5 separate regions of the Mus musculus genome follow, and all the other regions are linked to region 1. A link is a contact called in public promoter capture Hi-C data. All regions are on one chromosome and are shown on one strand. The core of a region is the stretch at or near the end of the contact, and the rest is flanking DNA. Distances in the headings are between cores, read along the strand shown. Region 1 holds the start of Tmem204 (transmembrane protein 204). Region 2 holds the start of E4f1 (E4F transcription factor 1). Region 3 holds the start of Mlst8 (MTOR associated protein, LST8 homolog (S. cerevisiae)). Region 4 overlaps Lmf1 (lipase maturation factor 1). Region 5 holds the start of Pkd1 (polycystin 1, transient receptor poteintial channel interacting).

The links. Promoter capture Hi-C pulls out the DNA fragments that hold promoters and counts their contacts.
Region 2: a contact with region 1 is called in a promoter capture Hi-C map of liver, with 2.2 times the contacts expected there. The contact joins the promoter of E4f1 here to the promoter of Tmem204 in region 1. A contact is called at or near these places in 2 of 39 promoter capture datasets (liver and stem cell-derived epiblast-like cells).
Region 3: a contact with region 1 is called in a promoter capture Hi-C map of fetal liver, with 5 times the contacts expected there. The contact joins the promoter of Mlst8 here to the promoter of Tmem204 in region 1. A contact is called at or near these places in 7 of 39 promoter capture datasets (embryonic stem cells, fetal liver, hippocampal neurons and 3 more) and 1 of 115 datasets of contacts at active chromatin or transcription factors (pancreatic cancer cells).
Region 4: a contact with region 1 is called in a promoter capture Hi-C map of liver, with 2.4 times the contacts expected there. The contact joins the enhancer-like site here to the promoter of Tmem204 in region 1. A contact is called at or near these places in 5 of 39 promoter capture datasets (HPC-7-derived erythroid cells, embryonic stem cells, liver and 2 more).
Region 5: a contact with region 1 is called in a promoter capture Hi-C map of liver, with 2.2 times the contacts expected there. The contact joins the promoter of Pkd1 here to the promoter of Tmem204 in region 1. A contact is called at or near these places in 2 of 39 promoter capture datasets (liver and stem cell-derived epiblast-like cells).

The regions. Positions count from the first base shown.
Region 1 is chr17:25,078,383-25,083,358 of GRCm38.p6, forward strand. It overlaps Tmem204 (transmembrane protein 204), which reads right to left and starts at 2,732. Exons shown (of 3, transcript NM_001001183.1): 1 at 1,882-2,732. The coding sequence starts at 2,161. All of the region lies in intron 18 of Ift140 (intraflagellar transport 140), which reads left to right.
Region 2 is chr17:24,453,070-24,458,045 of GRCm38.p6, forward strand. It overlaps E4f1 (E4F transcription factor 1), which reads right to left and starts at 2,323. Exons shown (of 14, transcript NM_001301784.1): 1 at 2,066-2,323. The coding sequence starts at 2,219.
Region 3 is chr17:24,476,455-24,481,430 of GRCm38.p6, forward strand. It overlaps Mlst8 (MTOR associated protein, LST8 homolog (S. cerevisiae)), which reads right to left and starts at 2,624. Exons shown (of 9, transcript NM_001252464.1): 1 at 2,558-2,624; 2 at 1,866-2,004; 3 at 1,657-1,708; 4 at 1,409-1,571; 5 at 976-1,051; 6 at 727-879. The coding sequence starts at 1,994.
Region 4 is chr17:25,646,050-25,651,025 of GRCm38.p6, forward strand. All of the region lies in intron 6 of Lmf1 (lipase maturation factor 1), which reads left to right. Among named protein-coding and RNA genes, the nearest start is that of Gm22645, 46 kb to the right of the region's middle. Within about 2 kb of position 2,747, at least 9 of the 459 cell types and tissues checked have an H3K27ac peak or open chromatin away from gene starts, as enhancers often do. A contact at or near this core is called in liver, where this site is marked.
Region 5 is chr17:24,547,820-24,552,795 of GRCm38.p6, forward strand. Pkd1 (polycystin 1, transient receptor poteintial channel interacting) reads left to right here and starts at 2,131. Exons shown (of 46, transcript NM_013630.2): 1 at 2,131-2,658. The coding sequence starts at 2,444. LOC115488769 (a long non-coding RNA gene) reads left to right here and starts at 2,665. Exons shown (of 2, transcript XR_003952238.1): 1 at 2,665-4,976.

The sequences.
Region 1 (4,976 bases), core at 1,482-3,981:
TCTCAATGTGTGTTAGAATGTGTTAGCAACCAGAATTACCCATCCAGCCTGTTTTCCAGACTTTCCTCCTGTTACTTATTATCAAGAAGTGTCTCTGATTTTTCTGTTGTTTGAACAACAGTTGCTGTTCAGATTCATTGAGGATGAGCTACCTTTCAAGGCCATATTAATTACAAAAGGAGGGTTTTTTTCTCTCTTTGAGACAGGGGTCTCACTGTGTATCCCAAACCAGCCTGGATGAGCACCTGAGGGCTACGATTATAGTCATCTCCCACCAGCCACTCTTAGGAAACTACTTTAAATTGTCTAGGGATCTTATGCAGAGCAGCAGGCTCACATAGGTGGGAACCTTAGGCACAGGTAAGGGGGAAGATGAGGGGTACTCAGGGCAGGCGCAGCTGAGGCTGCCATGCTGCCACTTAGATGTGGACAAGGAGGAAGGTATAGGGGCCCTATTCGTTCTATTGGCCTGACCTCTGGAGGTGCAGAGTGGGAAGAACAGATGTCTACACAAGATGTTCCTGGGATGACCTGATAGAGCACAAAAAGCGGGGAAAGGAGGCAGGAGTGTGCACATATCACAAGGCATGGTTGGCCTCCTCAGAATCTTTATGGCCTGGAGTGGGCTGGGTCTGGAATTGGCTATTCTCAGAGCCTAATGAGAGGCACTAGGTAGGAGCTCCTGCCTATACCTGGCCCCACCCCAGAAGACCTGAGGCTTCTAGGACTGGGCAAACCACAGCCCATATGAGAAGCTTAGGGAAGCCTTGAGGTTACTAGCTCTCCTGCTTAGGCAGAATGGTCATAGGATGCACAGGGAGAGCTCTCCATGGACACATGACAGAGACCCACATTGAGACCCTTGGCCTCCCACAAGGCATCTAGCTCCTCAGAGTGCATTCATCTTTGATCTTCTCAATAAAGGGCTCCCTGCCTGTCAAGACCCAAGGAAAGAGGCCGAGCTGTCCCGTGGTAAGCTTGGGTGCCTCTGCTCGCAAGAGGCGGGTGGTGTTCCCCTGCCTTGTCGGCAAGCCCTGTGTCAGTCATGACCAGGGCTGAGGTGGTTGCACTGGGCACATTGCTCAGGATTTCCAGGAAGTCCCCTTACACTGAACAGATGTTCACCTACGTCGCATGCTTTCTAAAGACCAGCGTCATCTCCCGACAGCCGCCATCTGACCTGTAGCCTCCAAGGCAGTTTGTAGGAGACTGGGTACTTGTTAGACAGACCCTCTTGTCTGCTTTAGGGGGTCATTACCAGGAAAGAACTCACATGTCAGCAGATGTGTCGATTTTAGATTGCATCCTCATATTTATGAGGCCCTTTATTCTCGTACTCTCAAACAGTGCATGCTATTTAAAGAGACGTTTCCAACTCCCAGGGTAGTGCATAGACCCCAGAACAAGAGAGCTGGGAAAGGAAAAGGCCACCATGGGCGTCAGGGAGGTAACACTCTGCCCTTTGCTGCTCTGTGCCTCCTCTGGTCTCCCGGACATCCCAGCCAGAGTCTCCTGCACTGTCCGAAAGGCCCTGACCACCTCAGCCGTTAAGACAGAACTCAGCCACATGTTCTCACACTTCTTGTTTTCCTTATTAAGTAATATTTCTTTCTAACCAAGGAAAAATGACTTGCTTTGATTAGGATACCCATCTTTCATCCTTCAGCCACATGTAATGGCAGAGAAGGAGCCTCCAGCCACGGGAGTGACTTCTTGTGAAGGAAGCCACAGACAGAGTCTAAGCTGAACAGTGGAGCTCTGTAGCGTTGCTTGTCAGGGTGGGCAGGAGGTGCAGGTTCCCTGCTGCCACCCTCAGCATGGACGGACACAACCTCCCCTCACCTAACCACTGGAAGGTGACAGAAAAATAACAAGACTTACGTTTGACGGTGCCTCGGGACTCCTGGAAACCTGCTGATTCCGAGCCCCATCCTAGAACCTCACAGTCATGGGTGTCCACCTGCCCAGTTCGAGTCCCAGGGCTTGTGACTCCCTTACCCCTGTCCACCAGCCAGCAAGACTTCCACAGCCCCACACTCCGCTTGCGTCCGTCCTCCAGCGTCTGGTACACCCAATTGGGGGTGAAGGCTGCTGCGTTGTTGAGGATGAGGGAGACCAGGGCCACCAGCACAGCGGTGGCCACAAGCTTCTGGAGAGTCATCTCTGACTTCCAGGACTGTCTATCTCGGAGAGTTCCAAGTCCCAGTCAGCCGCTGTGCATCCAGAGAAAGCCAAGATGCTGCTAGGGGTGGCTAGAGGACATCAGCACTCATCCTTGGGAAGCTATGCGGCAGCTCCAGCCCGGCACAGGAGGATGTCGCCCATGGGACGGGTCCAAGAGAGCTACTCACAGCCCTGTCTTAGCCTGCCTCTTGAGCCTGGAGCAGGGACAAGCCTGTGCTGAAGCTGGTCTCCCCAAGACCCATTCCAGGGAGAAATCTGGGGCACTGGCTGCACCAGCGAGAATCCAGAGTTGTAAGTGGGTCGTCTTCTTTGGAACAGAGGCCAGGGAGGCTGTGTCCACAGTGCCTCTTGCCTACAGCAGTGGAAAATGGACAGCAACTCGGGAGGCAGGCACAGCGTGGGAATCAGCCAGGTTACGCGCCTCAGAACGGGCTGTGGGAGCCAGTCTGATGGAGGAACAGGGTTGTGGACGCAGTGTGGGTTTGGCCACCTCTCTGCTATGTATCCCGTCTTGGTATCTCTGCCACAAATGGCAGGTCCTGAAAAGCAGAACGCCTGCCACAAGGAAGCATGTGTATGCGCGTATGTGTGTGAGCTCCCGTTTCCCTGTCTCTCAGCAGAGAGGAAATGGTTGTTTTTGAGGCTGTTTTTGGTGAGCAGGAGGGCGTAGCCAACTGCAACAAATAGCAGCCCTGCCACAGAGCCAGACACTAACAGGATGTGCTTCCTGATGGGAAAGGCCTGGGGAGACTTCAGAGGCCTGCTCCAGCCCACCACTGGCTGCCCCTCCCCATCTTCCTGTCCCATAGGAATAGTCAGGGATGCCAGCCAGGACACTCATCTTCTTACCTGTTGCCGTCAAACCTAGCCAGCTGTGCTAGGTCCCGGACCAGGGGATGCTGCAGACAGCACGGGCAGGCAGAATCCTCAGGGACTAGGTGTCCATCCATCCATCCATCCATCCATCCATCCATTGCCTAAGGCATGATAGGTGCTGTGAATCCCCAATGTCTAAAGCAGTGGTTCTCAGTCTGTAGGTCATGACCTCTTTGGGGGTCAAATGACCCTTTTACACGGGTCACCTGAGACCATCAGAAAACACAGATATTTGCATTAGAATTCATAACAATAGCAAAATTACAGTTGTGAAATAGCAACAAACTAATTTTATGGTTGGGGGTCACCACAACATGTGGAACTAATGGCAGGACAGAGTAAGGTGTAGAGGCACCTGAGGCAGGCCACCATCTGCTGACAGAGATCCATTCACCTCAAGGGAGCAAGTGTACTCAGACCTTACAAGGAAGGGGAACCTTGAGGAACCTCTGCAAGGGGTTGTTCTTGGGCTGGCAAGAAAAGGTGGGATTCTGTAAGGGGTTGTGCCACCAAGCAGGCTGGATAGCTGATGTGACTTCTGAGCAGCCAAGTTTGCTTACTAGCAAAGTGCTCGCTCCCCTGAGGCTGGACAGAGCGACTGTACATTTGCTCTCCTTCCTCATAGCGCTTCAGCTCTGGTAAATAAAAGCCACCAGGTCTGAGACTGTGTCCCGCCTCCAGAGCCTCCCACCAGGGTTCCAGAGCTGCATAAATGAACACAAGAACGCAGGAGCTGTGGGCTGAACCATCTCAAACACACGTACTGCACCGCACCGCACCGGGCAGGATTGGGACAGCCTGGTGCTGACTAGTGCACTGGCCGGGACAGGCCGGAACCGACCTTTCCTGTCTTCATGAACTGACATGCTGGGCCACCCCCTACTTCCTAGTGTGGCTGCCTTCAATCACACGTTCCCATATATAGTCAGGCTCCTGGCACTCCTTAAGTTTACATTCCAAAAGGCAAGGACTCTGTCTCTGTCCAGCCTTTTGACTGTCAGCAGTTCTGAGAATGTAAGTCCTCTGAGGAATAATATGATTTTTCACCCTCAAGTTTGTAGCAAGTGTCATTGTGGCTTATTTATATTTTTTATTCTTATTGCTCAGGGCCTGAAGGAAATTTACGCTTCATTCCAGGTCTCTGGGCCAGCCTCCCTGTGGGGTATGTTCTAAGTAGGAGGGACTTGACAAGCCGTGTGGGGTGCCATCTACCCTCAGCTTGTGCTATGACTCCGAAGGCACTTAAGTGGTACAGCTGTCATTGTTTCTGCCTGTGCCTCCCCCCAGAGGCAGAATTAGGGTGCAACATCTCCTACACAACACTTCAGAGATGAAATATTTGAAAGGAAGGTCTCCCAAAGTCTCCGTTAAGAGAACATCTATTTTCCTCCTTTATTTTTTGGGTGGTTAGTAAATGGCTAATTCCCGGTGAGAACCGAGAAGCTGTGTTAAGATTCTCTAACTCTCAAACTGATGACATCCTCCTGTCTCAGCATTGTACAGCTGGCCCTGAAGGCTGCAGGACACGTGTGGGCATCTCAGGGAGGGAAGGCCCTTGCACCAGTTCTGGCTTTGACTTTCCTGAGCTGGGTGGGGAGGAAACCAGGGCCCTGATCCCCACCTGTGCTTCTAGGAACTTTTATTTGCAGGTGTCTGTCCCCTAAACCATCTGCCTATCTGTGTAGGAGGGGAAGCAGGGAGAGATGGACTTAGGAGGGTCCTCTCGTGAGATATGAAGCTCCTGTGTAGGAGGGGAAGCAGGGAGAGATGGAGTTAGGAGGGTCCTCTCTTGAGATATGAAGCTCCGGTGTGGCTGGTAGGAAATCTCTCACCCAGAGGGTTGACCTTTCTGCTGTCTGTTGCCCTGAGTCAGACCTTACATTGTTACTGGAGCTGCATGCTCATCCAGCCCCCAC
Region 2 (4,976 bases), core at 1,073-3,572, 630 kb before region 1:
TGTATAAGTGCTAAGAATTGAACCCAGGTCCTCTGCAAGAGCAACAAGTACTTTTTTTTCTTTTTGAGACAGGGTTTCTCTGTGTAGCCCTGGCTGTCCTGGAACTCACTCTATAGACCAGACTGGCCACAAACTCAGAAATCCACCTGCCTCTGCCTCCCAAGTGCTGGGATTAAAGGCATGCACCACCATAGCTCAGCTGCAACAAGTACTCTTAGCTACTGAGCCATCCTTCCAACTTAGCACTTAAGAATTTAACCAAATCATGCCAGCATCCTGGGGAAAGAGATGACTTAGTTTATCCTAGAGAGATTACTAGGGTTCAAGGTCACTGAGCTGAGCCAGCCAGACTCAAGCTTCCAAAACAGTCTGTCTTGTTTCCACTGTCTTATAGTCAGTCCCACATCAAAGTCAAACCCAGCCTGGGACAAGGAGGAGTCAATGACAAATTAATGATCAAATAAAAGGTCAAACCCAAGCTATGACTGGCCCATAGGCCACCTGAAAGAGGGTGGTGCCCTCCACTCTGCTCACACAAACTAAACACCGAAGAGCCTTACCCCTCCCACCCCACTCATTTAGAGTCTGACTCAGCACCAAAATGTTGATACTCAAAGAGTCCCTGACCCAGAAAAGGACACACCTATCCCATTTCACACTAAGACCATAAACCAGAGGTTCTCAACAGGTGGGTCCCGACCCCTTGGGGTTGCTACCAAATATCTACATTACAAATCAGCACAGTAGCAAACTTGCGGTTATGAAGTAGCAACAAAACAACTTTCCGGTTGGGAGTTCCAGAATATAAGGAACTGTATTAAAGGATGGAAGTATTAGGAAGTCTGAGAACCAATGTCATAAGTAGACCCAAGAACCTACAAGCATATGCCTTTATCCCAGCAATGGGGAGACTGAGTCAGGACCATCTCTGTGAGTTCAAGGCCAGCCAAATCTACATAGTGAGACCCTGTCTTTAAAAAACAAAAACAAAAACCAGGAACTCAGCTGGATAGTGGTGGCTCATGCCTTTAATCCCAGCACTTGGGAAGCAGAGGCAAGCAGATTTTTGAGTTCGAGGCCAACCTGGTCTACAGAGTGAGTTCCAGGACAGCCAGAACTATACAAACACTGTCTCAAACAAACAAACAAACAAACAAACAAACAAAAAACCTAGAAACTCCAAAGAGTTCCCTGAGACGGTAACTGACTCTCTCCAAGCTGAAATAAGGGAAAAAAAAATTACAGTGGGACTGAGTTCTTTCATGACAAAGAGCAGCAATATACCAGTAATACTTGTCAAACCACTTCCTGTCTGATCAAATCTACAGCTCCGTGGAACTAATGCACAGGAGATACCCAAACCACCTCTAAAAAATATCAGCACCTAGAGACGTAATCCTTGGTGCCAACACAGCCCTCGGCATACAGACACGATTTTAACTCTTTGCCATACTCCTAGGAAAAATTAAAGGGTTTAAGAGAGGAGTTACAGCCCCGGCTCCAATCTGATCCTTGACAGGAACCAGATGGACGACCTTGAACCTCAATTATCTCCATCTCTGAAGTGAATAGTAGTAATGATAGTTCGCCTTTCGAGCTTGGTTTAAGTAATGGTACAAGTCGGATTGAGCGGGGGGTGTTCCGCACATTCTTGGAAGCGTTGCTCCACCCCGTAGGGAAGGCCCAGGTCCTCAGTGGGGCGGTGCCGCCTCCCCAGGTCAGGTCCCTAATCCCTGTCTGACAGAGCGGCCCCGCCTCCAGTCTCCAGCTCCGCCCGAACTAAGGCCCGAGTGGCAGAGGAGAAGCAGAAGCTAGGGCTGATGGGCGCTGAAGAGGAGCGAGCGATGTTTGTTTGGCCAGATCGACCCCAAGGGGCTGGAGAAATGGGCTCCCTGTGAGCCTCTGCATCTGGCCCAACGGGTTAGAGGCAGTCCGAAGGGAAACCTGTGAGAGTTGTGAAGGTTTACAGACACTCGAGTAGCCAGGATCCGGGCGAGACCGTACACCGCAGCCCGGACAGAGCCGCCCGCACCCCGGCCGCACCAGGCTTCGGTAGGCTCGTTACCTTCCTCGCTGAAGGGCGCTGGGAGCCCAAGGAAGCCGCCGGAGGACAAGGCCGCCGCCGCCGCAACCCCGCCCTCGCCCGCTTCACGCCCGGCTTCGGCCCGGGCTTCTGCCGTATGAGCGGCCGTCACCCGCACTGCCATCGCGCCCTCCATGTCGCAACGCGCCACAGGAAGATGGCGGATTTACGACCATGTCGTCATAACAACGGGCCGCACCGAGGGCTGCGTGTCCGACAGGCAGGGGGCGGGACAAAAACGAATTTGACGGACAGGCAAAAAGGCGGGGCTATGGGTTGCGGTCTAGCGCGTCAGTAGAGGTGGAGCTTGGCTCTTTGAGAGCCATCAGCGCCAGACATCAGGGCGGAAGTGGGCGTGGCTTGTGTTAAATTGGCAGGACTTGGTCCAAAGTGAACTATCCGTGGAGTAAGAACTCTCCCTTTCTCTCACTTTTTTAAAAAAAGATTTATTTACTTTATGTATATGAGTACATGTACAGCTGGTTGTGAGCCTTCATATGGTTGTTGGGAATTGAATTTTTAGGACCTCTGCTTGCTCCGGTTGCTCTGGTTGCCCCACTTGCTCAGGTCAACTCCACTTGCTCAGTCCCTGCTCGCTCAGGCCTAAAGATTTATTCATTAAGTACACTGTAGCTATCTTCAGACGCATCAGAAGAGGGCGTCAGATCTCTTTACAGGTGGTTGTGAGCCACCATGTGGTTGCTGGAATTTGAACTCAGGACCTTCAAAAGAGCAGTCAGTGTTCTTAACCGCTGAGCCATCTCTCCAACCCCTTCTCTCACTTTTTTGTTTTGTTTTTTTAATGTAGTATGGTTTGTCTGCATACATGTCTGTGCACCACGTGCATGCCTAGCGCCCGTGGGGCCCAGAAGAGGGTGTCTGACCTGGAACTGGAATTACAGATGAAGTTACATGTAGGTGTTGGGAAATGAACCTAGATACACAGCCAATGTGTTCTTAGCCGCCCAGAGAATCTGAACTCTTTAGGGTTGCTACCCAATATAGAATCCTGGACTCAGACCTGGGTTGCAATGTCAGAATTTCCTGGGCATGAGAAAGAACTCCATTTGGAGATAGTTCGAGTGCTCCTTTCCAAAGACTTTTTTTGTAAAGATTTATTTTATGTATAGGAGTACACTGTAGCTGTACAGATGGTTGTGAGCCTTCATGTGGTTGTTGGATATTGAATTTAGGACCTCTGCTTGCTCTAGTCAACCTCGCTCATTCAGTCTGTACTCACTCTGGCCCAAAGATTATTTATTATAAGTACACTGTAGCTGTCTTCAGACACAACAAAAGAGGGCGTCAGATCTCATTACAGGTGGTTGTGAGCCACCATGTGGTTGCTGGGATTTGAACTCAGGACCTTCAGAACAGTCAGTGCTCTTACCCACTGAGCCAGCGAGCCAGCCCCAAGACTTTTATTCGGTATATGAAAAGTATTGAAAAGTATACATAAAAGTGACCATTTGTGACATTTAGTACACCGACTGAGTTGAGCGCTTATCACCAAAATTGGTTAACTGATTGGTTCATTGGTCGATTTGAGACAGGGTCTGGCTTTGTAGCTCCCTGTGGCCAGTAACTCGGTGGCCCCGGTAACTTGGTGCTGGGAATATGCCTGACTTAGTTCTAGAACATTTTCATCATCAAAACCTGTACTGACTGTAGCTCATTTTGGTAGCCAGCTCACCTATCAAGCACAAAATGAATAAAATAAAATAAAAAATGAACAGAGTATCTCAGGTTAATCCCAACATTTGGGGGATGATCCTTAGCTAAATAGGGAGTTCAAAGCCAGCCTAAGACATAAGAGAAGGGGGAGAAGAGAGAGAAACAGAAAGTGAGTTATTGAATAATATTGAAATGCATCGTATAAACAATGCATTTATATTTCATTTACAGTCAACTTGTATCTATCATTTTGGCTAATATAAAGTGTTGCTCTGAACATTCTTGTATAATTTGCTTTTATATTTTTGTATTGTTTCCAAGTCCCTTTTATTTATTTTTATTTCTTTATTTTCCTTCTCACTCTGGCCCCACTTGCTCTGGCCCAAAGATTGATTGATTTATTTATTTATTTATTTATTTATTTATTTATTTATTTATTTATTTATTATATGTAAGTACACTGTAGCTGACTTCAGACACACCAGAAGAGGGCATCAGATCTCATTAGAGGTGGTTGTGAGTCACCATGTGGTTGCTAGAATTTGAACTCAGGACCTTCAGAAGAGCAGTCAGTGCTCTTACCCGCCTAGCCATCTTTCCAGCAGGCCCTGGAAGGGATTTTTTATAAACTCAGTCATGGGCCGAAAGGGTGGCTCATGGGTCAAGAGCACTTAATGCTCTTGCAAAAGACCAGAGTTTGGTTCCTAGCTCCCATATAGTGGTTGACAATTGCCTGTAACTTCAATTTCAGGGTATCTGATGCTCTCTTCTGACGTCTGTTGGCACATACACTCAGACATTCTGGGAAGTGAACTCAGCACCTCTGGAAGAGCAGTCAGTGCTCTTAACCGCTGAGCCATCTCTCCAGCCTTTATTTTTATTTTTAAGTAGCTTCTTGAAACTATTGCTGGGTTAATTCTCTTAAGGTAGCGATCATCCCATGAGATGGCTGCCAACTGTCACCAAGCCAAGCAACCTGAGTTTGATCCCCAGAACCCACAAAGAGGAAGATGGCCTCTAAACTTCACATGCACCCTGTGGCAAACAAGCACCCATACACATATGCAACACTTGCCGGGCAGTGGTGGTGCACGCCTTTAGTCCCAGCACTTGGGAGGTAGAGGCAGGCGGATTTCTGAGTTCGAGGCCAGCCTTGTCTACAGAGTGAGTTCCAGGACATCCAGGGCTATACAGGGAAACACTGTCTCCAAAAACCAAA
Region 3 (4,976 bases), core at 1,374-3,873, 600 kb before region 1:
AGATAGGAGGGCAGTCATTCAAAACCCAGACCCTCAGATATGGATTGGGGACACCTGGGCCAAGGCCTGAAGGCCAATGACATCCTGGGTCATGTCTATAGGAAATTTAGCCCCAACAAGGAATCGAGCCCAGCCAGCCAAAAGCAGGAGGTCACACTAGCCAAGTCAAACACAGCTCCCCAGAGGCTGCTGCTGGCCAACAGAGATGTGCAGGAGGGGAGGCAGTAACGAGGACACAGAGATAGATAATGTGACAACCCAAGGATGGGAGGAGGGAGTGCAGATACGTGGGACAAATGATGTTCTGGGATTTAAAAGGAAAATAGGAGACTAGAGATGAGAGCAGGGCCCAAACTAAAGCATCCACAGTCCATGAGGAGTTGCTTCTTAAGGTCTCAGAACAGTGCAGCTTGCCAGGAAGACTAAAGGATACTTGCATGGTTGAAGGGGGGCAGAACAGGCATCCCAGGAAGGCCACAGAGAAACTTATTAGTGTCAAGGATGAGCAAAGCCATGGACTGGAACACGAAAGGAGAAATAACTGGCCCTGATGGGTGGGGCTATGGCAGACCGCAAGGTGGACATGAGGAGTGGTACCCAGGTGCCTGACTTTGGGAGCTGGGTGGAAGCTCAGGGAGGCCTGAGAGAGAACCAGGGAGTCAACTCAAGTGCAGAAGATAAGGGGCTAGGTGCCAAGATGCCCCCGGAGCCACTCCCAGCACTCACGGCACTATTGACGGCTGCCATGTAGCTAGCATCTGGGTCGATGTGAGCAGACGTGATGGAAGACTCAGGCTCGGGAATCAGCTGCTCATTGTGGTCTGTCTTCAGGTCCCAGATGTGGATAGCACCGCTCTGATCACCCACAATGAGTTCTGCCTAGGATGTAGGGGAGGGAGGTGAAATGTAGCAATACTCTTGTCCTCTAAAGTCCCCACCCCACCCCTGACACCTGGCCCCATGAGCATTCCTCACCTGGTTGGGATGCAGACACACGCAATTAATGGGTGCGTTCACCTGGAAGATACGCTGACACTGCAAGTTCCGGGACCTGTGGGGAGTTAAGGTTACACATGGCTTCTAATGGATTTGATCCATGCCTCTACCAAAAGCCCCCATTCTCTGCTCAAAGGAGTTGCTTCTACCTTAGGAGAAATGGTTGTGAAGTTTAGCTCTTTCTCCACAAGCTTGAGGTCAGTGAAAAGGGAAGGAAAGTCTGGCCCCCTAGCCTCAAGGCAAGGCTAGCTCTCTGATGTAATTCTATTCTGCTTTCTACCTTCCCTCCATCGCCCGCTCAACCCCTCTTGCACTAAGACTAACTGATTGCAGAATAGCCTGCCCACAGACAATCCCCTGGCCTGCCCACTCCCCGGGCAGCCGTCCTCTTCAGCCCAACACACAACACCACCTGAGGTCCCAGATGCGAGCTGTGCAGTCCTCGCCACCTGTATACATCCAGCGACCATCCTCGTGAAAGCCCACTGATGCAATGTTCTTACTGACTCCGTCATAACTGATGATGGGGTTGGGGTTATTGGAGTTGAGATCATACATGCGGATATGTTGGTAACCTAGGGACACAGGGGGAATTGAAGCATGGGTGTGCCAGGTAGAACTACGGCCAGTAAAGGGTCAGAGGTCGAGAATCTCAGGTACCTGCAGCAGCAATCATGCTTCGGTCCGGAGTAATCTCCAATGCATTTACCTGCTGAGCATGTTAAGGATAACAGGAAGAGAACCCAGAGAGGGAAACCTTGGGGCTACAAGGCCATCAAGACCTCCACCACCTGGCCTGAGTTTCCCCAAACACATATCATTCATACTTAATTCTGGCCAGCACCATCCTGCTGCCAAGAGGAGGATACAGAGTCCTGATGCTGCACTGTTCGAGTGCAGATTCCACTGTGAGCCTGCCAAAAGCGCACCGTGTGGTCATAGCCTGCAGTTGCTAAGATGACAGGGTCACTGCCCACTGTGCCTGGGGTGGTATTCATTGTTTGATGGCTGGAGAAAAAAAATGAGACCTGCACTGGGCCAAGAGGTGATAAGTAAGGTCCAAAGGTCAAAACGTTTGGAGAGAAAAGATGTACGCATAACAATCTGCACACTACAGTGTACCGGTATTAACTTCACTTTAAAACTAAGAAAAATAAGAGTGTTCAGGGTCACGCTGACAGTCTCAAAAAAAAAGACTCCGGCTACTTTGCTCCCGGGAGAGTGTTCCTTCAGCTTCACCCTCACGCTTGGAGACGCCACCTCGCCAGCAGCCAGCAGGAGGCAGTCACACGCAGAAGGCCATCGCCCGGGCGCCGTCTCTCGCAAGGGTAGGCAACGCATGCGCATGGCGACTAAGGAAAAGCCCGGCACTGCTGCTGCTGAGCATGCGTAGTTGACCGGCACTGGGATCGGATGGGTGGGGGCGCTATCTGGCAGGACCCCCGCGCTCCCCAGTGCTCTGCACACCGCCCTGGCTCTGTGTTACCGGCCCGATTACCCCGACCGCACTCTCCTAGCCACCCAGTGGTCGGTAGCAGCCCTCATCCCGTGTCCCCCGTACCTTAACACACGCTCTGCACTCTGCCTTAGTCCAGGACGGCGAGGCGAGGAGGAGCTAGTCGATAGAAGCCGGGCCGAGCGTAGAGCTATCGATAGTAACTCCGGGCGAGACCATGGGTCCGGGGAGTGGGGGAGTTGAAAGGGATACCAGAGTTCTGAGACGAAGAACTCCAGAAGTGATCGTGCTCAGAATGGCCATCAGCCGCGACGCCACCCTTCAACTCACTGGGAACTACAGCCATGGTACTGCTGCCTATTTTCCAGACTTGGCTCCCAGAAGGAATTACACTGTCGTCGTCCCTCCACCCCCCGCAGACATACACAATCACCTACCCTACCAACCAAGCTAGAATTTCTAGGTAATGCAAAATTTTCAGATAAAAATCATTTTTTCTTTTCTTTTTTCCTTCCTTCCTAGCTTTTCTCTCTTTCCTTCTTTCTTTCTTTCTTTCTTTCTTTCTTTCTTTCTTTCTTAATTTCTTAATTTCTTAATTTCTCTCTCTCTCTTTTTCTTTTAGTATAGGCATATCTCAAACACTGTACTAAAAGAATTACTTTCTTACAAGAAGTTTGAATGCAACTGGGCAGTCTGTTACTTCTATTTGCTTTATCTGGTAGCCATAGTCTAGACCCTTTCAGCCTGATCCTGAGGGCACATAAGCTAGCCCAGAAACTCGTTTAAAACTGCAGACTCTCATGCCTCCATTTTTTAAAATTTTTAATAATACTTTTTATTTAACCCAATATATAAAAATATTCTTTTAACACATTCAACATAAATATTTTGTGCTTTTTTATTTTAAACTGAAATATAGTGTGCATCATGTTCTTGTGAATAGTTTCAATTTAGACTAGATAGATACATTACAAGCACTCAACAGCTTTATGTGTCTACTAAATAACATTGAACAGATAGGTGTAGAACATCTGATTCAAGAACAGCAAATTAGCCGGGTGGTGGTGGCGGCGCAGCCTTTAATCCCAGCACTTGGGAGGCAGAGGCATATAGGAGAGAATAATATTTATATTCCTAGCTGGGGAAAGCCTAGCTGGAATATAAATATTATTCTCTCCTATATTACATCCCAACTGCAGTTTCCTCTTCCTCCCCTCCCCCAAGCCTCTCCTCTCCTCTCTCCTCTCTCCCAGATTCACCCCACCACCACCACCACCAAGTACTTCCCCTCAGGAAAGAGCAGGCCTCCCAGGGACATCAACCAAACACACACAAGCTACAATAAAACCAGGCACATACTATCACTTTAAAGCTGAAAGAGGCAACCCAGCAAGAGGAGAAGGATCTCAGGCAGCAGAGTCAGGGACAGCCCAGCCCTGTTAGGATTCCAGAACACCAAGCTTATATGCAGAGGACCTAGGTCAGAGCCTTAGCAGCTCTCTGACTCTGCAAGACCCCAGGAGGTCCACCGGCCCCTCTGTGTTCTTGTGGTGTTCCTGACCCCTCTAGTTCTTCTAATCCCCCCCCCCTCCTCTGCAGGACTCCAAACTCCGCCTAGTATTTGGTTGTGGCACTCTGCATCTGTCCCCATCAGTGGCTAGGTGAAGTCTCTCTGGTCTCTTGGTGACAATTCTGCTATCATGCCTCCATTTTTATTACCCAGCTCTACAAAGTTGTCCTTGCTTTCTCATGATCTCTTCCCACTGCACCAGTAGATGGGGCTGCAACCCCCTTTCCCTCTAGCCACAGAGAGGGTAAGTCCAGCTCCTTAGCCAAGGCCGGTTCCCCTGTCTACACACCCAGGTTCCTGGTCATAGACACCCTCTTCCTATATCTCTCCCCAGTCCCTGTTTTACCTCCTTAGCATATTTTTAATATGGATTTTTGGTTTGGTTGCTCTGTAGACCAGGCTAACCTCGAACTCAAGAGAACTGCCAGCCTCTACCTCCCAAGTGCTTGGATTAAATGCATGGGCACAGACTCCCTCCTAGGTGTGTTTTGTATGTTTGTTTGTTTGTTTGTTTGTTTTTCTTTTTTTTTTCGAGACAGGGTTTCTCTGTATAGCCCTGGCTGTTCTGGAACTCACTTTGTAGACCAGGCTGGCCTTGAACTCAGAAATCCGCCTGCCTCTGCCTCCTGAATGCTGGGATTTAAGGCGTGCGCCACCACGCCCGGCTGTTTGTTTTTCAATCGGGATTTCTTTGATAACGTATAGTAACTTCAAATTTACAATGTAGCCAAGAATGACCTTGAACTTCAGGTCCCCTCTCCATCTCCTGAGTACTGAGATTACAGGTGGCTGTGTCACCACACCCAGTTTTATACAGTATTGGGGATCTAACACAGGGCTTTGCACATCAAATACTAGGCAAAAATAACTTCTGTTTCAATGCTAGCTCCAGCTTCCCTCATAGCATGGGCGCGTGCGTGCGCGCGCGCGCGCGCGCACACACACACACACACA
Region 4 (4,976 bases), core at 1,497-3,996, 570 kb after region 1:
ACTCAGCTTGGTCATGCTGCAGATATTTTAATATATTGCTGGAGCTAATTTGCCAGTGTTTTGTTTTAGATTTTGCATGATTGTCAGTGAGAGAGACCTATGTGTAGTTTTCCAGCCTAGTGTGGATTCCCTGTCTGGGCTCATTGCCCCACACTCAAAAGACAAGCCCCTCTCTCTGCAGGGTCCATGGAGGCCCAGGCAGTCCATTCTCCGAGCCTGGGCAACGCTGAGTGTGCACAGTCGGGCAGAGCTTGGAAGCCTTGCAGTGGCCCAGCCCATGACTATGGGCATCCTTCTCAAAGCAGCTTTGCCTGGGAATAAATACTTCTTTTTCAGCTATTTTCAAATTTACTAGTTAAAAAGGAGAGAGGGAACGACATGTTCTCCTCAGTGCAAAGTTCGGACCCATGAGCCTCTTTCTCCTCCTCACACCCTTTCTCTCTACGCAGGATTGGTTTTAAATCAGAACTGGCTGTGAGCAGATTTTGAGCCTCACTGGCACCTGTGCCACAGTGACCTTTGGCTACGAAGCCATCTCTGGCTCCTCCCTCTCCGCCAGCACCCAGTGCGCCAATAGGTTAGCTCCATTTTGTTCTGTATTCTAATCAGGATACTTTTAGAAGCGATGCAGAGATCACAGAAAAGTCCTTGTGCCCCAGGTCCCCACTGTGAGCCACTTCACACTGATGGGGTTCACAGTGGCAGTGTGACAGTGCACATGACTGAGTCCAAGGAGCGCTCTCTGGTTTGGACAGGGGGGATTGTGTATGCACCATCACTGTCACGCCTTCCTCCCCTGAGTCTCCTTAGTGAACACTGGTTCATCTTCCCCCGAACTGACCCCTGGCCTTCAGTCTTTCCGAAACATCCTGGAGTTGGGACCACAACTCTCCAGCCATCTCTAGTCATCTCTCTAGCCAGCTTCTCTCAGTCATGTGTTCGGGGCTCCTTGCATCTCCCTATGGCTTAACTGCTCATATCTCCTCAGAGCCAGCATCTCCGGGGAGTACCTGTTTCCCACGAGTTTTCTGAAGGCCACAGACAGTGCTAATCTTGAGATGACAAAAAAATATGCCCTACTGGCCCCCACACCTAGACCCACCCTGCCTGGGAAGCAGGGCCATCCAGCTGGATGGACCGGACACGGGGGAAGAGCCAGAGCCTCAAGTGTGTCTCCATCTTGTTCTGACCCATGTATAAGGTTGGGTAGAGTAGTGGGGATGCTTTTGGACCTGATGGCCTAGAAAGGAAGTTGGTGCCTAGACCGGCCCTTCCAGAATATCACCCAGAGCCCCAGGGAGTGAGGACCAAGACAGGCACATGTGTTGCACACTAAGCACCCAGGGATGTTTGCAGAGACCAGGACTGGGAATCACTTCCTGCAGAGCCAGCTGCACAGGTACGAGAAACAGGTATCAAAAGTCCACATCTGGGCATAGCAGATACCTTGAGTGCTGGGGTCTCCTGGGGTTCAGGTGTCTTCTCTTCCTTGTGTACAAGGGGCTGTGCAGCAAGCTTCTCCCAGCAACCCCCATGTGGTAGACCCCAGAAAATGAAAAAGCCTACACCACACCCTCCAGGACCTACCAACCATCTTGAACCACTATTAACTCCTGTAGTCCTTGCAGGGACAGCAAGACATCCCCAGTGTTTATTCTGTCAAGTAGGGGATCCCTGGTTAGCAGTTTCCACCTGACTCTCGTGGTGGAGAACATGGAACTGGCCACATCGAGTCTAGAGGGAATGGAGCTATGCAGGGCTATGGCTTCTCCCCAGTCCTGGTCCCATGTCCCCAGATCCCGCTGAGACACTTCCTGCCCACTAGGATTGGTCTGAGCAGTGCATGGCCTTAACCATCCCAGGAGCCTGTGTGGAAGGTGTTGGGCGTGACTGCATGCTCTTGACCATGCAGCGCTGTGGCACCTGAGTGCAGCCTGGTGTGGAGCCGCACTGCTCCCACTCTGACCCACCGGTTCCTGTGTTCCTTCCTGTGGGCCAGAGCTTGAGTTCACTCACTTCCTCCCACACTCGGTTTACACAGCTGCTCCTAGGATCCCTGCATGGCCGCAGGAGGGGATGACCCCGGAAGGGGCGGTATGCTCAGCCTCCGCTGCTGAGCCAGGTCAGGACATCCGAGGCCCACCATGGTATCAGTCCTCACCAAGGAACAAGAAGGAGGTGGGGTTGGGCCTGAGACTCAGCAATAGGAAGGCAGGAAAGGATCTTGGGAGAGTCAGATTTTGAGGTTGAATCTACTTTATTAAGGCCTCATGGGGCTACCCGGATTCCTTGAGAGTACACACGTCTTCTGTGGAAGGTCCCTGTGACTACAGACATGTCCTCTGTGGAAGGTTCCTGTGACTGCATGCATGTCCTCTATAGAAGGTCCCTGGACTGCATGGACTGCATGCATGTCCTCTGTGGAAGGTCCCTGTGACTGCCTACATGTCCTCTGTGGAAGGTCCCTGTGATTGTATGCATGACCTCTGTGGAAGGTCCTTATGACCACATGCATATCCCCCGGAAGGTCCTCTCAAGCTCCTGCCTTTCCTATGGAAGCCTGCCTGCAAGAATGTGTCCTCCGTGGTAACTGCAAGCCCAGCAGGGACATCAGAAATCCCCCCTCTTCCTTTTGGGGTCATGTTGCATCTGCCTGGAACATCTGCTGTAGCCTCTCTGGGGCTAAATACCACCAACACACGTTCATCTTCCTCTGCCGTCCCCGAGCCTCACCCACTCCAGGCCGGTCATCTGCAGAGCGCACTGAGAGCTCGCTGAGGACTCTGCCGGCCAGGGGTAAACACAGATGGGCTGTGACGAGATTCATTTCCCTCAGAGGAAAAGGCAGCGGTGACGCTAGGAGGAAAACAAGTAAGATAAGGTCCCTTTGGAGCACTTGGACCGAGTGTGTGCTGCATGATGAATTCCAGTCTTACTGAACAAATAGGCCATGTGGGGAGGGGACTCTGAACTGCGTGGGCTGAGCGGGCCTGACCTCTGGGCTCAGTCACCATCTGTCCACCTGGGTGAAGTGTCACAGGCTCTCCTCAGTGCTTTATTAGAAACAGGATTCCACCTGGTGACAGTTAACCTGCGTTGTCACCTTGGCTCTAGGTGACAAATCCACTCCAGGAGACAAATGCCTGAGCGTGTCTGTGAGGATGTTTCAGAGAGAATTAATTGAGGAGGAAAGGTCCCACCACCCTGAACACGGGTCGCACCATCCCACAGGCATGAGCCCCAGACTAGATGAAATGGGAAGAGGGAGAACAGAGAGCTGGGCACCAGCATCCATCTCTCTCTGCCTCCTGACCACAGGCAGAATGTGCCCAGCCACCTTGACTTCCATGCTTTCCCCTCCTTGATGGACTGCACGTCCTCCAACTGTGAGCCAAACCCTTCCCTCCTTCAGTTGCTTTTGTTGGCTTTTCCACAACAGGTACATACAAAGTGGGCTCTGTGACACTTGGTTCTCTGGGATTTCCCACCTGAGTACGGGGAGTTTTGAAAATAGGTTCATACCAGTGGCCCCCACCAACAAGGCCATGAGCTCAGGGAGGGTCTATGACATTCAGAGCTCCCCGGGCATGCAACCATGGCTGTCAGGCAGCTGAGGAGGCCTCATGCAGTGCAAGGTCCCAGCCTCACGGGAGCAGGAGCAGACAAACATCTGCAGCAGATGGACATGGCATCTCAGCAAAGTGGTTAGTCAGAGCCTCACCTCGAGGTGCTGAGGTGCAGCCTCCCTGCTCAGGAGCTAGAGATGATTTGAATTGCCTGAGGTGGCTACCAGCAGAAAGAAAACAGTGACTACTGAGGACTCAGTCACCAACTGTCACCCTCAAGAAGGTGCCGACTACAGCTTTCAAGGCAACAGGTTCTGCCTTGCAGGCAAGACTGCAGCCCAGTAGGATGTCCAGTGACCATGTAGTGGCTGGGTGCCACCTGAGGCCCTCCCTCCAGCAACCTTAAGCAGCACCTGCAGACACACTGAGCGCCTGAACAGCACTTTTCTATGCCTTGCTTCCCATGAAAATAACCATGACTGGGGAAAGAAGGAATAAAGGTTGCCATGTGCCCCTGGAAGCTAAGTGGGGGGGATCCTGGCACAGAAGTGTGCGCCATAGACAGTCCACAGAGGAGAAGCCAACAGGGCACACAGATAAGAGAGGAGCAGCAACCCAGCCTGTTGCACCATGGGAAGTCTTAGGATCTTCGACCTGTGAGCTAGGAACTCAAGAAGGCTGGTAGTCGGGGCCCAGTCCAAACTCAAGGACCAAGAACCAGGAAAGGCGGTTGTCTCCATGCTGGCTTTATCCACGGACCAGGGACACCCACAGGCCTGAGCAGGAAGAGGTGGCATCCGGCCCTGGGAGTAGAGATGGGCCTTTCCTGGACCCTCTTGTTCTTTCCAGACCCTTGGTGGGTGGGTGATGCCCAGGGCAATGGGTAGAGCATCATCGTTCCGGCTGGTTTTCAAATGCTTCTGGACCTGCACAGACACCCCCGAAACAGTGCTCCATCAGCTAGCTGGAAGTCAGGCTCCCACATACGATGCTTATTCTATTATATCAAAGTGAGCCAAGCACTCAGCACACACCTGTAACCTCACCCACAGGAAACTGACAAAGGAGGTTTGGGATTTTGAGGACAACCTGGGCCTAGAGACCTTGTCTCAAAAAAACGGAGCTCTGTGATACAGGCTAATTTGTATACCCATTGTTTTCAGTGATCACAGTCATGATACATTCTTTATTATTGTAAAGAATTTTAAAGACTTAAAAATTTTAAAGATTTTTTTAAAAAATATATGTATAAGGTTGGGGGGAGGGGGGTTGTGCACATGTGAGTGCAGATGCTGCAGAGTCCAGAAGAGGGCGCCAGAAGCCCCAGAGCTGGAGTTACAGGCAGGTTTAAGCTGCATACTGTGAGCTAGGTCCTTTACAGCAGCAGGGAGTGCTCGTTACCGGTGAGCT
Region 5 (4,976 bases), core at 881-3,380, 530 kb before region 1:
GGCCGAGCCTGGGCTACAGTGTGAGAAAAATACAACAAAACAAAAAACCCCAAATGAGTTAGATGTGGGGGAGAGCATGCCTTTAATCTGGAGGCAAAAGCAGGTTCATATCTGAGCTCCAGGCCAGCTAGGGCTATCTAGTGAGATGTTGTCCGAACCTGCATGCATGAACACACACATGCACACACATACTAACATAAAATTGAGATACGATTCCCCAAGCGTGATATCTAGTATTGTTTTTAAGAATATTTAAGCCAAGCCTGGTGTCACTACTCATTAATCCCAGCTCTCAGGAGGCAGAGGTAGGTAGATGATCTCTGTGAGTTTAAGGCCAGCCTGGTCTACAGAATGAGTTGTAGGACATCCAGGACCACTATACAGTCAAACCCTGCCTCAGAAAATTAAAAAAAAAGTTATGTTTTTTGTATGGGTATTTGTTATTCTCATCCATGAAGGAGCTGAGAGAGGTTAAAAGGGTGTCCTTGGAAGTCCTGTGAGAAATTAATTAAGTAGTCTGGTCAGGAGCTTTTAGGAACCTCTCACTCTAGAGTACTGGCCTGAGAAGCGCATGCTACCATGCATGCTCTGTGAGTTGGTTTTGTTTGTTTGTTTGTTTTTCGAGACAGGGTTTCTCTGTGTAGCCCTGGCTTTCCTGGAACTCACTCTGTAGACCAGGCTGGCCTTGGACTCAGAAATCTGCCTGCCCCTGCCTCCTGAGTACTGGGATTAAAGGCGTGTGCCACCTCACCCGGCTTCTGTGCGTTTCAATATATTTAATAAGGCTGTTCATTCACTCGTCTAATTACGGAACAAACATGCTTATTGGCCCCAAAGAACGTCCCACCCCTTTCCTCCAGTCTCAAGGCACTCATCAACTTCCTGTCTTTGTGGACTTTTCTCTCCCTTTTTAATTTAATTTTTCTTTCCCTTTTTGAATATTTCCTGTGTAGTTCTTGGTATTTGGACGTCTAAACATTTTTTTCAAGGATTACTCCCCGGTGCTATGGTTGGAGTCTTTTCTCTCAATTTAATTTTGTCTTTAGCTCCTGCGCACAAGGATCTACAGTACCTGGAGACTGAAGCCTGAGATGGAGCTGCTTGGCGGGTGGGCGGGTGGTACAGCGTCTCCCCAGCACCTCCGCAGGGTGGTCTGCGCGGAGTGGTGGAGGGCACGGCGCTAAACTGCACCCACTCCAGGTGAGCTCAATCTCATGCATCACTTCTGAGCCTCTGCAGCATGCTCTGGCAGAGGTCCATGATATGACGCAGCAAGTATTTATTGACTCAGGTCGGCGGTACTCTCCAGGGTCAGAGAAGACTTGCGAAGTGGAAGCTCGCACAGCTGGCACCCAGAAACTGTAGGTCGCAGGGTTTTTTGTTTTGTTTTGTTTTTTTAATTTATTATCAGTGTAGAGCGCATGCTATGGCCAGGGTGTTGCGGCCAGAGGACAACTTTGTATAAGTTGGATTTGTGTACGTGGATTTCGGGAGAGGACTCAGCTGATTAGGCTTCCTTTATCCGCTAACCGACCCCCCACCTCCACAGGGTTTCTCGGTATATCCCTAGCTGTCCTGGAACTCACTCTGTAGACCAAGCTGGGCTCTGAACTCAGAGATCCACCTGCCTCTGCCACCCGAGTATTGGGATTAAAGTCTTTGCCACCACCACCCAGTGCTGAGCCCTCTCTTCTGCACCTACTAGTGTTTTTAATATTGTGACTGTTGATTGCAGAAGGCTAGGAGCGAAGAAACCTACTGACTCCAAGAAGGCCTCAACAGCCAGAGGACTTCAAGGGGGAACTCGGGAAAGCAGGGTGAATAGCCATAAGCTCTCCAGCCGTTGTGGGTAGGGGACAGCCTAAGCGGGCAGCTGCTCAAACCGCAGCCTGACTCGGGGCTCGAAACGCCGCAGCAGAGGGGGCGGAGCTTCCTCCACCTTCAAGCCTGGTCTGCAGCAGACCCAGCGGTGCAGAAGGCGGGGCCTCCGGAGGACTCCCCTCCCGTGAGACCCCGCCCACCAAGGCTCACGCTCACTGGGCGGAGCCTCTGAGGGCGCCCTTCCTTCAGGCCCCGCCTACTGCAGGATCTGCAATGAAGAGGGCGGAGCCTGTGAAGGCCTTCTCTTCATCCAGTCCCACCTACAGCCAACTTGGAAGCGCAGGGGCGGAGTCTGAGGGCGCCCCGCCCCACGCCGGAGGTGGGGGAGGAGGAGGAGCTGGCGCTGGGTCTGCAGTGCAGCGCGAATGCGCGAGCAGGCGGCCAAGGCCCTGAGGTGCGGCCTGCCCCAGAGCGCTGAGCAGCTGTCGCACCGCAGACGGGCCACGGCCGCCGCGGCATTCAGCCCCGTGCCGCACCATGAGGTCCGCGGGCCCCTCCTGAACTGCGGCTGCCGGCGCAAGGGGCCTCGGGGAACCGGGGCCATGCGCGGGCTGCGCTGACGATGCCGCTCGGCGCGCCTGCTCTCCTGGCGCTGGCCCTAGGCCTGGGCCTGTGGCTCGGAGCGCTGGCCGGAGACCCTGGGCGCGGCTGCGGGCCTTGCCCGCTCCCCTGCTTTTGCGGCCCTGCGCCCGACGCCGCCTGCCGCGTCAATTGCTCCGGCCGCTGGCTGCAGACGCTAGGGCCGAGTCTGCGCATCCCGGCTGACGCCACCGCGCTGTGAGTAGCTGCGCCGAGGCAGTGCAGGCGGGCAGGCGGTTGCCATGGCGGCGGGCGGCCTGGCTAGAGCATCATGACTGGGTCCGGCGGGAGCAGGGCTGAGGTAGATAGAGCCCTTCTGGAGCTTTGCCGGGCTGTCGGCCGCAGAGCGTGGGCGCGGTCCTGAGCTCGGGCCGCAAGACGCAGCGGGGCCTGGCCGCTCCTAGGGCGAGGCTCCAGCAGGGATGTCGGCCCGACTAAATAAGGAAAACCTTGGACCTCAGCCGGCGTGACCCAGAAGAGTAGCCAAAAATCCCAGTTCCTACGAAGACTGACGTTTTACGTTGCGGGGCTCCTCAAACAGGAGCTACAACAGTGCGTGGGGCGTGGTAGGAGGTTGCGGAATAAACGTTAATTAGAGACTAATTGAGGTGTATCCTGGGGTTGGAGATTTCTGTTGGGGCTCAGAGCTGGCCTCTAGGGGAAGAGTCTCGACAAGAATTTTATGGATGTGTAAGAATTGACTATGTTTAAGGGACAAAAGGTTGGTCCAGCGGCCTGGCCTGAGGTTGGCCACACATAGTGACTGCTGGAGAAGTGTTAGGGAGTAGAGGGTGTGATGGATGTGGGCCTCTAGTGGTACTTAGGGAGGGGAAATTGCCAGGAGGGGTTAAAACATTTGCCATTTCGGCAGTTTTGCCTTCTGAAAGTAACAGGCAAATCTCACTGAGAGATCAACATCTTGAACCAGGCTTAACTAGTCTCTTTTTATAGATTATCACACTTAATTCTTAGTCCAGTTCTCTGGCGTAGAGCCAGACCTCTGTTTTACAGGTGAGGAAAGAAGCTTGGAGATGCGATGTATTTTCAAGGTATCACAGCCTAGACATCATAGCTTAGGTTTGGACCTTTGCAGTGTTGGCAACCAGGGTTGGATCAAAAATGTTAAGAGGAGATTGCAGACTGCAGTAATTTGTCTCAGGATTAACTGATTCCAACCGGTTTTTTTTTTGTTTTGTTTTGTTTTGTTTTTGTTTTTTTCCCCCAAGACAGGGTTTCTCTGTATAGCCCTGGCTGTCCTGGAGCTCACTCTGTAATCCAGGCTGTCCTGGAACTCAGAAATCCGCCTGCCTTTGCCTCCCGAGTGCTGGGATTAAAGGTGTGCACCACCACTGCCCGGCTGATTCCAACCTCTTAGACTTCCTGGGCACTTCAGCCACAGTAGTTCTTGCTGCAATTCCCTCAGGAACTTGTTAAAGTAGAAATGGTCCCTTTCACTGGTTTTTATAATGGGCTTGGTGACTTCACCCTAGTATGGAGCTGAGATTTGGGTTCCTATGATTGTGTTCCTTGACCACTGTAGCATTTGTGGTGCAGCTGTCTCTGGAGATGGATCCCCTTTTGCTATCTAATAGGATCCACAGAATTGCATCTGATCCAGATTTATGGATGCTATGAATGAGGGCACTTCTTTCTCTCTGCTACCTGGTATCTGTAGGAGTCAGGTCCAGCTCCTGTTGGCTCCTTCTTCACCCTCTGCTGACCTCCCAGGAGCTGTCTAGGGAATGAAAGATGAGAGCCTACAAGTCTGTGGGCTCTGCTCGGCAGTGAAGCTTGAGCGGTTGCCCTGGGTTTGGTACAAGGGGTTTTCTGAGAGCTAATAGCTTGACTGACTTCATACGGTTCTCAAGATATTAGCCCCTCACATTGTGGGAAGAGACATCTGATAGACCTCATGTGTGGACAGATGGGTAAAGAATTCACATTTTTATTTCTACCTCCAACACTGCTTCTAAGAGACTTAACCGGCTGAGGCCTCAGGGACAGGTGTTGAGTTCCCCCTACTGCTTCTCAAGGTCAGTTTGTGTCCAGTAGGTTGTCCATTCTGTAGACTACTGCAGATCAGATAGATGGTTTTCTCTGAGGACCAAGGACACAGACAGCAACCTTAGGCTAGTGCTTAGGTGCCCAAGGAACATTGCCTTCTTTCTGATTATCAGACCCCTCTGTATGTGTGTGGCTCTTTGGCAGGACGGCTATGTCTGGTAGCAGGACAGCTGGTCTTCTGAGAGCATAGCTTCCCAGCGTTTCTTGGCTTAAAATCATGCTGCTGCTTAAGAAAGGTGACGTTCCTGGAAGGGTGCTGCTACTTAACTCACTCTGAGCTTTACTGTGGATCATTTAAAGCCTTGCTATTGTGAAAAGTATGCAGAACAGAATAATGAACCTCACCCTTCTTGCCTGTCATTCCTGTCTTATATTTCGAGCCAAAGACCAGCATCTTATTCTTTTATCTATTTTAACACTGAAAACACATCTAAACTAGGAAACACTTCCTT